Linked DNA regions of Mus musculus: region 1 is linked to region 2. The links are chromatin contacts, called in public promoter capture Hi-C maps. All regions are on one chromosome and are shown on one strand. The core of a region is the stretch at or near the end of the contact, and the rest is flanking DNA. Distances in the headings are between cores, read along the strand shown. Region 1 has its middle 9.0 kb from the start of Gm32918. Region 2 holds the start of Mroh5 (maestro heat-like repeat family member 5).

What was found. Promoter capture Hi-C pulls out the DNA fragments that hold promoters and counts their contacts.
Region 1: a promoter capture Hi-C map of trophoblast stem cells shows a contact between it and region 2, with 2.7 times the contacts expected there. The contact joins the enhancer-like site here to the promoter of Mroh5 in region 2. A contact is called at or near these places in 17 of 39 promoter capture datasets (the 3T3-L1 cell line, the C10 cell line, the HPC-7 cell line and 10 more), 3 of 115 datasets of contacts at active chromatin or transcription factors (embryonic basal ganglia and embryonic stem cells) and 2 of 9 other capture datasets (embryonic stem cells and liver).

What each region holds. Positions count from the first base shown.
Region 1 is chr15:74,210,737-74,216,259 of GRCm38.p6, forward strand. No RefSeq gene overlaps it. Among named protein-coding and RNA genes, the nearest start is that of Gm32918, 9.0 kb to the left of the region's middle. Within about 2 kb of position 3,980, at least 28 of the 459 cell types and tissues checked have an H3K27ac peak or open chromatin away from gene starts, as enhancers often do. A contact at or near this core is called in trophoblast stem cells, where this site is marked.
Region 2 is chr15:73,835,656-73,841,401 of GRCm38.p6, forward strand. Mroh5 (maestro heat-like repeat family member 5) reads right to left here and starts at 4,016. Exons shown (of 11, transcript NM_001368162.1): 1 at 3,913-4,016. It overlaps Gm6569 (predicted gene 6569), which reads left to right. Exons shown (of 4, transcript NM_001374241.1): 3 at 467-590; 4 at 3,774-4,253. The coding sequence starts at 524. The coding sequence ends at 4,234.

The DNA of each region.
Region 1 (5,523 bases), core at 2,730-5,229, 380 kb after region 2:
ATAGTGTGAAGGCTGCTGTCAGGAAGTCACTTAGGGTCTCCAGTCTCCCCTTGAGGCTCTTGTCTCTTAGGGACTCAGGTTCTCTGAGACTTCCTGCTACAATATCTCTGGTTGGTCTGGGGGTGCAGGGCGGGGGAAGCAGCTACTCTCCCAGGGCAGGGTACCTGACTGGGGCCCGATCTTCCCTGTCACCAACTATGTGTGCCCCAGCTGCTATTACTTAGGCAGATGCATGTTTTGAAGTTCCTCCAGGACAGAAGAGGGAGCGTAGAAGTGGCCAGTCATAGCTATGGGGCCACCAGCAGCAGGGGCAGCAGCCCACTGCCCTCCCACTTCCTGTTCCTGCTGCTGTGCTCTGCAAGGACAGCCTGCATCTACCCAGTCACAGCTGCATCTCTGACAGCTCCACAGTGATCAGCAGAACAAATGAAAACACATCAGTGTGGCCAGCGTCTCCCGGTGTATCATGAACTGTGTAACCACATGCGTGTTGTGTTATTGGAAAGGGCTGGGAATCCAGCACTTAGCAAACTGTATCCAGAAGTCCCTTACCTGTTAATAAACTTCCTAAGGCCCAGTGTGGCATCTCAGGGTTAGCTTAAACCACAGGACTGGACATGCTAGCACCCCTTTCCCTTGCTCTTCCTGGGGCTATGATTTCATGTCCCCATCTTACAGGGTTCTGATAAGAAAGACCCATCTGAAGAAGGCTATTCTATCTTTTGCCAAACTGCCACCGCATGGGCCATCCCTCAAAGAAGTACTGCCTTGCATCCCTCCTGATCATTTTGTTCTCGATGCTTCCATGGGCTTGAGATAATGGGGAGGTGGGGTGAGGGCATGGAAGACACACTTGACTTCATACCCAGGCCAATCAGACATGAGACTCTAGACTGGTCTGTCTGGCTCTGGCCACACTAGGCTTCTCAGCAAGGCAGGCTGGAGCTTAGAGACTTCAGCCATGGCAAGGTATGTGGAGCTGCAGGCAGGGTCTCAGTAGAGAGGCCTTCTGACTGTACTCCAAATAAATTACATGACTACAGCCACACCAGTGAGGCAGCTCCAATTCTAGCCTTTCTTCCAAACCAATTCCTCCTGAATTTGGGGGTGGTCCCATCATAGCCAGATGTAGCTTGTGCCTGGGATTGTATATACAAACCAGGATCCAACTTTCTGCTGCAAGCCAAGGCCATGAGTGACATCTCAGGCCATTTCCTCATTTGAAGGTCTGTTCCAAGGTGGACTATTCCTGTTGTTTAGATTCCAGTAGGGTCTCCTCCACAAGCACTGGCTAGCCAAGAGCCTGGTGAGGACCTGGTGTTGTGTTTTATAGAAAAGAAAAAGAAGCCAGGGATATGTCTGGAGGAGGTGCAGTATGGTACAGGTGGGGGGAGCGCAGGAAGGGGGTGCCTCTGCAGGCCCATGCTAAGGCATCCCTTCCCCCTGAGGTACCAGCCATAGGACAAGTATAATATAGAACAGAGATTATTTAGGGCACGGGGAGGGAAGCTGAAGGGGTAGTAGAGACAGAGAAAGGCAGAGGGAAAGAGAGAGAGAGAGTAGAGGAGTAGAGGCTGGCCATGAGCACATGGAGAGAAAGAAGGAGTGGGGAGAAGGGACAGAAGGGGAAGAGGAAAAGAGAGCAAGAGAAGAGAGTGAGGAGGAAGCAAGCAGCCCCTTTTATAGTGAGTCAGGCCCATGTGGTTGTTGCCAGGTATTTGTGGGGTGGAGCCTAGAAGGAATGCCAATACTTGGGTAGTGACTGGAAGGCCCCTCCCTTACCTTCTTCCCCTAAACATTAGCCTGGGGTGGAGTCCTACTTCAGCCAGGAGCCTGTTGTATTTCCTCTGGTGCAGAAGGTCCCAAAGGAAGAGCCTGGACTTCCCAGGATGGCTCTGCTTCCAATGGGAGGAGCCAGTAGCCCCTCCCAGCCTATGGGCCAGTCAGGTTCTGACTGCAACCCATGTCCCTGCAGCCTGCATGCAGCACCCCCCTGGCCCCACTGCAGCTCCTGTTTTCTCTAGGCTCTGGGCCCTGGGAGACTGTCTTCCTTGGAAGGTCATTGAATTAAAAAAGAAAGGAAGGCAGGAAGGCAGAAAGGAAGGACATGTTCCTAGGTATGGTGGAGAAGGAGGTTTATTGTAGGTATGTGTCGCGTCCGCTCTCGACCAGCAAGAACGACACGACCACCAGTTCTTCTAACAGCAGTTTATTCACCAAACTTCAGTCTTCATCTCTCTCGCTTCAACTTTATCTCTCTCTCTCTTTATCTTTCTCTCTAACCCGGGCCTCTCACTCTTATATACTCTCAGCCCCCATCCACTCACAGCAGGCCACGTCACCTCACCAGGCACGCAGCTTCAGCTAATCAGGGTGGCAGGGGCATGTCTCCACCAAATATGGATTCGCCAGTATCCTGGTGCACCTGTGCAGCTCTCACGATGGTTGTGGCTTATTTTCAGGTGTATGAGGAAGTCAGGTGCAAGTCATAAGACTTAGCTGCAGTCCCGGGCACCATCTTGGGACTGCTGCCACACCCGCTCCTCACAGGTATGAGGGAGAGCATAGTCAGAGTCAGGGACATTCGGAAGAATCCAAAGTGAGCATGACCCTAAGGCCTAGCCATGTGAGGTGGGGGTGGGGTGGGGTGGAGTCAGGGGTGCACCAGCCAAGAGGCCAGGAAGGTATCAGGTAGGGGATCACAAAGGTCTGCTAGTTAAAATGGTTGGATACTATAGGGGAGGGCCGCTGGGGGAAGGGCAGCCCAGTCCCTGGGCTAGAGATGTTTAGTAGGGGGTGGAATGTGCCAGCAGTACCCTGTTACTAGCTAGGGACCCAGGGATGCTGGAAAAACCTAGCCAGGTCCACTTTGATATGTTAAATAGGCACCTAGGTTAGCCCTTTGTCCCAGGTTTGAGACCTAAGAGCCCCTGAACTGTGTCCAGGAAGGGGATGCCTACTGTCCTGACCCTGACTGGAAATGGACCAGCCACCGGGAGCACACAGCATACTGAGTTTCTGCCATCACCCGGTGGCAGTGTGTGTGTGTGTGTGTGTGTGTGTGTGTGTGTGTGTGTGGCATGGCTGGGTCCCTCTTGTGACAGAACTGGATTTGGGAAAGCCTAGGAAGGGTCTTTTGTGAAGGAGGCTGATGGCTGTAGTCTAACTGCTAGGCAGCGTGAGCTCTGCAGGTCTCAGCTCTGCTGCCTTGCTACAGGAGGGCGGGGATATCTGACAGGTTATTGGGGGTGCCTGCTTGGGGTTACTGGACCACAGGCTGCCTTAGGGTCTTCCTCTCCCCCAGTTCTGAATGTCAAAGCACAAAGCCTGTGCCTGGGGCTGCCCACCAGGGCCGGTGCTCCAACTCCCTAAGGCTAGAAACAATGGCTTTTGCACTTTCCCCTTGCCTGATTATCTGTGCCTAAGGCTGTGAACAAAGCAGCAGGGGACACAGCCCTCTTATACCTTTGGGACAATTAACTGGCAGACGGAACCCGGGGGTTTCCTGGAAGGTGAATGGTGCAGGCATCATCAGAAGGAAGAAAGACAAATGTGAAATCCACCAAGCTGCTCATCAGTGCTGTTCCGTTCCCAGGGGACAGCTTGTCTCCGGAGAGCCTGGCACCCGCACTTCCATGTGCATTGTTCAGAGAGGTGAGCACCCTCTTCAGCAAGGCCACAGGTGGCTTTCAGGTTGGCAGCTTCTGCAGCCCCAAGCCCATTCTCCCACCTTTCACAACCCCCCTCATATTTCAGATAAACTGCTGTATTTCAGATCATGTGGCCGTGTACCGGCAGGTGGCTTAGCCCCTGGGTGTCCCGGTCTTTCATTAGTGTGCTGTGCACCAAGGGAACAGCCCAGGTCAAGAACTGGGAGGGGACTTGGGGGCGATTTGGTTTTGGAGACTGATAGTCAAGGCAAAAACCTGCTGTTTGAGACAGAGCTATGCAGATGAGGCAAACTCGCGCCATCTCATTGTGCCTCAGACTGTGGTGGAGCTGGGGATGAGTCAGGCCCCATCTAGAAGGATGCGAGTCCCAGGCTGCTGGGCTTGGATGAGACACTGCTCATCTTTCAGGCATCTTCACACTAACAGTGGTTTCCATTGTTTAACTAGGCCCTCGGCCAGATGAATTATTGCATGTAATCCTTATTCTGGGACAGGTTCCTGCTATTATCCCCAATTTGCAGCTAAGGAAATGGGCTCAGAGAGGTTAATTTGCTTGCTTGGCTCACACAGCCAGAAAGGCGAGGGCCAAGGTTGGGAGTGAAGCTTGTGGCTCTAGTTGCTTTCTGTTGCTCCTGACCTTGGCCTCCTTTTCACTAAAGCCTTTAGGGACTGCACCATCTGGCACTGGAGGTCCAATAGACTCCCTTCTGCTTAGAGCCACCTGAGGACTAAGGGGCAAATAGCAAGGCTGAGCAGTGACTGGGGATGGATGGGGTTTGTAGGGGCGGCAGGGCTTTCTTCGTGGTCCTGGGAGACAGGGGAAGGAATGTACAAGAGGACCTCAGATCCCACAGGGAATTATAGGGAGTCCCTGTGCCTCTGAGGTCTGTATCTGTGTCCTTTCTTCCACATCCAGCACCCCACTGTCTAAAAGGAACAAAAATGCATGAGGAAAACTCAGACCTCATACATGATACATACACGTACACTTGTACACAAAATGATCTCACCCAAGCACAGCAATCTCATTCCAAGGCCAAGAGAAACACAGTGTGGAGCCAGCACCCAGGCCAGCAGGTATTGGGAAAATGCCAGGGAACCTGCACCTGGGTTATTACAGGTTTCAAAGGAGATATGCAGTGAATGCTGAGGGCCCTGTCTGTTTGTGGCTCACCTCCAAGCTAAGCGCCCAGTGTCTGTGCTCTGGTTAGAGACAGTGATCAGGTCAGTGAGCAAGATGGTGCCCCAGTGACCCAAATCAGCTGCAAGATGCTCAAGATGCTGAACAGTGTCCTCCCATCATCTTAACAGCCCATAGACAAGCTTTAAGGTCAGGGGCAAGCACGGGAACCCAAAGCTCCTATCATACCCTGTGTGCCTGCTACACATGCTCTGACTACAAGGAGCCTGCAGTTTGCATTGGCTCACTGGGTCTGTATTGACTCGCCAACCTATCCATTGTGATGAGAGAACAGGTATGTGCTGAGAACGACAGACTGTCCATATCTGGGGTCAAGGCTCAGGTGGGACAAATCCGGGTGTACAGGTAAGAATGACTGCTGGGAGCCTGAATGTCACATGTCTACCTTAGCAGAAGCCTGAAGTGGATGCCTGCTGCCATGCTTGGCCCACATTCCCCAGGTATCATTGTCACCTTTCACACACTTGTGGTGGGCTCTCCCCCATACTTGTGCCCATGTCTCTGTTGGATGTCACCTCTGTTGGATGTAGACCTTCAGTCTACAGTGCTTTCCCAAACTGGAAGGATTGTAGGTCACCTCTTCTTCTTTAGCAGCCCTTAGGAATCTGATAGATGAAAGGCCACCAGCACCTAGTCTTGGTTCCTGATGGG
Region 2 (5,746 bases), core at 2,766-5,265:
AGGGTGGCAACAGCAGGGAAGCTATGCCACAGTGCTCAGTGCTCTTGACCTCAGGAAGCTCCGGTATCCACAGCAATTCCTTCTGGAGATTCTTATCTTGTCAGCCCCACATCCTTGATCCTTGGTGCTGGGTCCATGGGGCTGGGGTAGGGGAGGGCACAAGTCCACAGAGGTTTCCTGAAGCAGGAGCCTTAGTCTGGCTCAAGTCTGGGCTCTACTTGAGTTGCTGAAGATAGGAGCTGATGTTAGGCTCCTAGGCTCTGGAAACACTCTTGAAGTGCCCATGGCGGGGAAGTGTCACTGAGGGGGATCAAGTTCTCAGCAGCCCCATGGGCATAGACTGGCATGTGAATACCGGATTGATCTGAGTCAAGACAGGATATGAAGGTACCTTCGGACTCTCATGAGCCCTGCCCCATCCCCCTTCCAGATGGGGCCCCTTTAAACGCAACATTCTGTCTTCCAGAAGGACCCTCCCAGTCTCCTGGGCAGCCAAGTAAACAGAAGTGGGACTGCTTCTGACATGGCTTCCCCGTGTTCTGGGGACCTCAGCCCCACTGGTCTGGCCCCGCCCCCTGTCACCACTCCAGGTGAGACACATGGGGAAGATGTCTGATGAGAAGTGTGTGTGTGTGTGTGTAAGGGGGATTTTGGGGGGGCTGTTCTGAGAATGTGGGAACAGGAAGCAGCATTCCAGCTATCTTCCAGAAAGTGGGGGTGGGGCCCAGGTAGTGGAGGACACCAGTCTTTCTTCTGAATTCCTTTCTGCCCTCCCCTAAGCCTTTGACCTGAGAGCCCTCCTGGGGGAGAACAGACGGGGCCTTCTTTGTTCTGGCCACACCTCCTTAAGACCCTCTAGGATCCCAGTCCTCCACCCTAGTGGGGACACCACCCTCTCTGTTCACTGACTGTTTATCTATCATCCTGCTGACTTCTTCCCTTCCCGCGGCTCAGGCCTCTGGATTCATCTAGTTCAAGCTTGGTCAAGGCCTGGTCAGCATAGCGACTATAGCTCCCCTACATCCATTTTTGGATTCTTCTCTGGTCTGCTCCCTTGAGGAAGCTCCTGCCCTACTTGGGGGAAACACACCCTCTGTTTTTAGCCACCTCCCTGCACTCTCTGCTTTGTCTCACCTCCCACCCAGCCAGCCTTCTCTTCCTGCTGCCCTTGATTGGCACCCCCCATGGTACCCCCTTCATTGTCTGTGTCCTGTTGGCTGGAAGAACCAGGTCTTCACCCCCATTTTTTAACAGCTGCCTGAAGGGTGCCTCCACCAGGCCAGGCCCCTGACTTCTTGGTTGCCTGGTCTCTCTCCTAGCAACAGCTAGGTGCCTTCTCTCTGTGCCCCAGCTGCTGGCTATGAATCTCTCTCCCTGTGACACTGAAGCCATCTTAGGACTCAGGTACTTGCCCTCACACACTGATGCTTTGACTGTCCCACCTTATCCATTCCCAGCCAAGGCCAGCTGCCCACCCTTCTCTCTGACGCAGCCACACCCAAGCCACCCTCTGCCTCAGGCAGAAGCATTCGCTTTCCACAGCCATTACCACAGAGGCGGGAGGCTCTCTGTCCTCTCTCTCAACCTCACTTCCCTTGTAGCGACTGCCTGATTTCTCTGCTCCACATTTATAACAAATCCTTGCCGCCTCTAAATCTCTCTCTCTCTCCCATTTGCTCTTGAACCTGCTCTAATCGGGCTTAATTTCTGTACTTCCCTGAAGCAACTCAGGTCAAGGTCACCGATGTCCTTCACCACGCTAAGTCTGAGGCCAGCTCTCAGGCCTCATTTGATGTGACCCACGGGCAGCACGTGACTCAGCCTGATCTGCTTCCAGAATCTCCCACACTGCTCCTACATCACTGTCTTCTCTTTGGTCCCCTCACTGGCTTCTCCTCTCTCTGACCTGGCAAGGACAGATGGCCCCAGGCTTGGTCCAGGATCTCTTCTCCTTCCCTCCTCTCCCCTCCCCTCCTCTCCCCTGACTTCTCCTCCCCCTCCCTCCTCCCTTCCTCCTTCCCTCCCTCCTCTCCTCCTTCCCTCCCCCTCTCTCCTTCCTCTCTTCCTTCTTCCCTCCCTCCTCTCTTCCTTTCCATCCCACCCCTTCCCTCCCTTTCCCTCTTCCCTCCCTTCTCCCCTCCCTCCTCCCCTCCCTCCCCAGGTGATTTCATCCACTCTTTTGGCTCTAAATGCCATTTCCCCAGGTCTGTCTCCAGCCAGCTATGTTCTCCATGGGTCTATCTGAAGGCTTCAACCCAACCCATCCCAAATCAAACTCTCCACCCTCTGACCTCAGTTGCTTCTCTTTCATCTTTGCCCTTCTCTAGCAAGTGGTGGCCAGAGGTTTCCCTCCTCCACAGCGCTCCCACTCCACGTCTCCACACTAACTAGCTTTAAGACATCTTCAGACAGCAGGGCTCTTCTCACTGCTGTCCTGGCGACAGCGGCTTCACCCAGACCAGAGGCAGCTACCACTGCCCTCTGTACTGTACCTCTGTAACTATACTCACCTGGAACAATGGCAGGCTGATAAAACCATCCTGCCCATGCCCAGGGCTGTCACTGTCCCCTCTCCCACGACCCACTGCAGCCCTCTCTCCTCCAAAACTTGTCTCTACCAGCACCTCAGAGGAATTCCCACAGCCCCTTCTGTGGCTTCACCCGATCCTGGTACTGAGGAGTAAGACAGAGACTTCGAAGGCAGCCAGGGAGACAGGATAGGCTGCAGGGATTGGGGCAGGGTTCACTGGTCCTCTGAGCTGTAGATTGAGGGTGTGACCCTTGCAGGTCCTGCCTGTGCATCTCAAACCATCTGCAGGTCTGGCTCTCCCCACTGGGCTAGGTGGGTCACCTCCAGTTCATCTCTCCTCCTGGCATAACACCCCTCATCCTGCTCAAGGTTCTGACTCAAGAAGGCATTTGTTTATCTACGGAGGTGGAAGAACAGGCTTTGCTGTCTGGCTCATGGCTACAGGCAGTACCTAGTCCAGAGCCTGATTGCACACAGCAGGTGCTCAGTAAGTGCACTAAGTAAGAATAGTAACAGAGGCCCCTCGGCATGGGTGCGGCACTGTGGGGGTTTATTGCAGCCCTACAGCATGGTTTTCCTATCCTTAGACCTTTGCCTGTAGCAAATATGGAATGTTGACCCCAATTGCATTGTGGGAGCCCACATATTTTCTAGCCTGAAACTGGGACTGGTCCCCATCCAGGGGACCAGCATCTGCTGCCATGCCAAGTCCCTGCACCCCGTATCTCCCCGTGAGAGCTCCACTCTCCTTACCCTTGCTTCCTCCTCATGGGAACCAAGCTGAAGACCCCAGGCCAGGCCCACAGTCTGCATATTCACAGTAGTCAGCTTGGATTTTGTTGATCCTCCTGCCCTAACGGCTGCTTGCCGCCACCTGCTGGGTGAATCCTACTATCTGAGCCTCCTGGCTAACTCGCTTCCTCCCCATCTTGAACTTTCTGCCCAGCAGCCTGACTTTTTCATACTCTCGGGACCTTGCAGGCCTTCACAGCCTGCTGATGCTGTTCCTCAGGACAGTGGACAACTTCCCCTTTGCAGGGAGAGGTGACAGGAGGTAGGAGAGAGGTCAGGGATGGAGGCAGGTCCCCCTTAGGTGTTGAGAAGGGGCTCATTTCTCACTCCCCAGTGGTCCCCACCTGTTTCTTCTGGCCCAGTGGCCTCTCCTTCCATGACCCCAGCCTCCCCGCGCCGGGGACAAGCGTGTCCCCCCCCCAGCCCCCGCTGACTGTCGCGCCCGCCGCAGGACCGGCTGCACCCCCCGCACCGCGCTTCCCCGACATCTACGGCGGCGACGCGCAGCTTTGGGAGGCGCATTTCCGCGGCATCGGGCGCGCCTACCGCGCTTTGGGCAAAGAGGACGACTTCGCTATCCGCGTGCTCACCGAGGACTTCACGCTGCCTTTCCCGTTCGCCTGGCCGCCAGGCCCGGACCCGGCCACCGGGCCGCTCTTCTACGACCCGCGGGACCGCGCGGGCTTCGACTTCCTGCTGCGCGGCCCCGGCGCGCCTCCCCCAGCGCTGCTGCGACCCCTGCACGCCACGGCGCAGGCGGCCGAGCGCAAGCGGCGCCTGGAGCGCCTGGCGCTGAGCTACGCCGGCGCTGGCAGGCCACCCGGCTTGGTGCTGCTGGCGCCCGCCGCCGCCGCCTTCCCTCCCGAAGCTGGCCGTCCTGCTTGGCGCGCCCTTCCCCGTGACAGTGAATAAAGCCTCTGCTTCTCCCGTTCCCGCGTCTGGCCTCGCCCTGTACCGTGAACCAGGGAAGCCGGGGAGGGGACGCGGGACACGATGCCTGCACCTTCTCAACCGCCTAGTGAGTCTGAGAGTCAGGTGGAAAAGGTGACTCCGGCAGGCTGTGAGGATGAGATGATCCTGGGGAAGGTGGGAGGTCAGGACTTCATCCCCCAGTTGTCATTCTTGCTCAGCTCTAGGATGGGAAGTTACACGATCTCATCTGGTGTGGACTGCTTGGCCTCCAAGGAGTAGCTGGATGCTGGCTGTCCTTGTGTCTCACTCCAAGGGCCACCGCGTCTCAGGTTTCTATGACAGTCGCTAGGGATGCACAAGGGTAGAGTGTAAGCATGGAAAATATGAGAGAGGCAGTGTCAGGAAGGAGTTCTGACAGTCTCCAGCCTGCCTTCTTCTCTGTCCCCTCCCAGAAGGATCCTGTCTACTCCCTTGAAAATCCGAGAGGATTTCCTGGAATATGGCACATGTGACCTGGGCTTCCAGCTTGTCCCTATCTAGGTCGAAAATTTTAGGCAGAAGTCTGTGTGGGCAGCAAGGAAGGACTGCCTAGCCCTGGTGACATCTCTACATCGTGTGATATCAAGCAGTAAGGCTGAGTGGCCTTTAGTGAAAGGGCCAGGCTCCATCCTGATTTGGGGGGTGGGGGACCTTTGGGTTCCTGGTGTAGAGGAGCCTGTGGGCTGGAGGCCCGTTTCCACACAAGAGCATCTGGACTTGAGATTTTGCTTCTGTTTTTGTTTGTTTCTTCTAATACAGGAGTTATTTATAATTTCCCAGTGCTGGGAGGAAAAAAAAATTCCAAGTCTTGGCAGAACAACTTAGATGGAATGTTCACTTTAGGGGATGTGGTGGAGAAGCAGGGACAGGAGAGGGAAGAAAGAGGGGGAAGAGGAGAAGGAGCAGGAGGAGGAGGGAGAGGAGGAGGAGGAGCAGGAGGAGCAGGAAGAGAAGAAGGAGGAGCAGGAGGAGCAGGAGCAGCAGGAGGAGCAGGAGGAGCAGGAGCAGGAGGAGGAGCAGGAGGAGGAGCAGGAGCAGGAGGAGGAGCAGGAGGAGGAGCAGGAGGAGCAGGAGCAGGAGCAGGAGGAAGAGGAGGAGCAGGAGCAGGAGCAGGAGGAGCAGGAGGAGCAGGAGCAGGAGGAGCAGCAGGAGCAGAGCAGGAGCAGGAGCAGGAGCAGGAGCAGGAGCAGCAGCAGGAGCAGCAGCAGGAGCAGGAGCAGGAGGAGCAGGAGGAGGAGCAGGAGGAGGAGCAGGAGGAGGAGCAGGAGGAGGAGCAGGAGCAGGAGGAGCAGGAGGAGCAGGAGGAGCAGGAGCAGCAGGAGCAGCAGGAGCAGCAGCAGGAGCAGCAGCAGGAGCAGCAGCAGGAGCAGCAGCAGGAGCAGCAGCAGGAGCAGGAGCAGGAGCAGGAGCAGGAGCAGGAGCAGGAGCAGGAGCAGGAGCAGGAGCAGGAGCAGGAGCAGGAGCAGGAGCAGG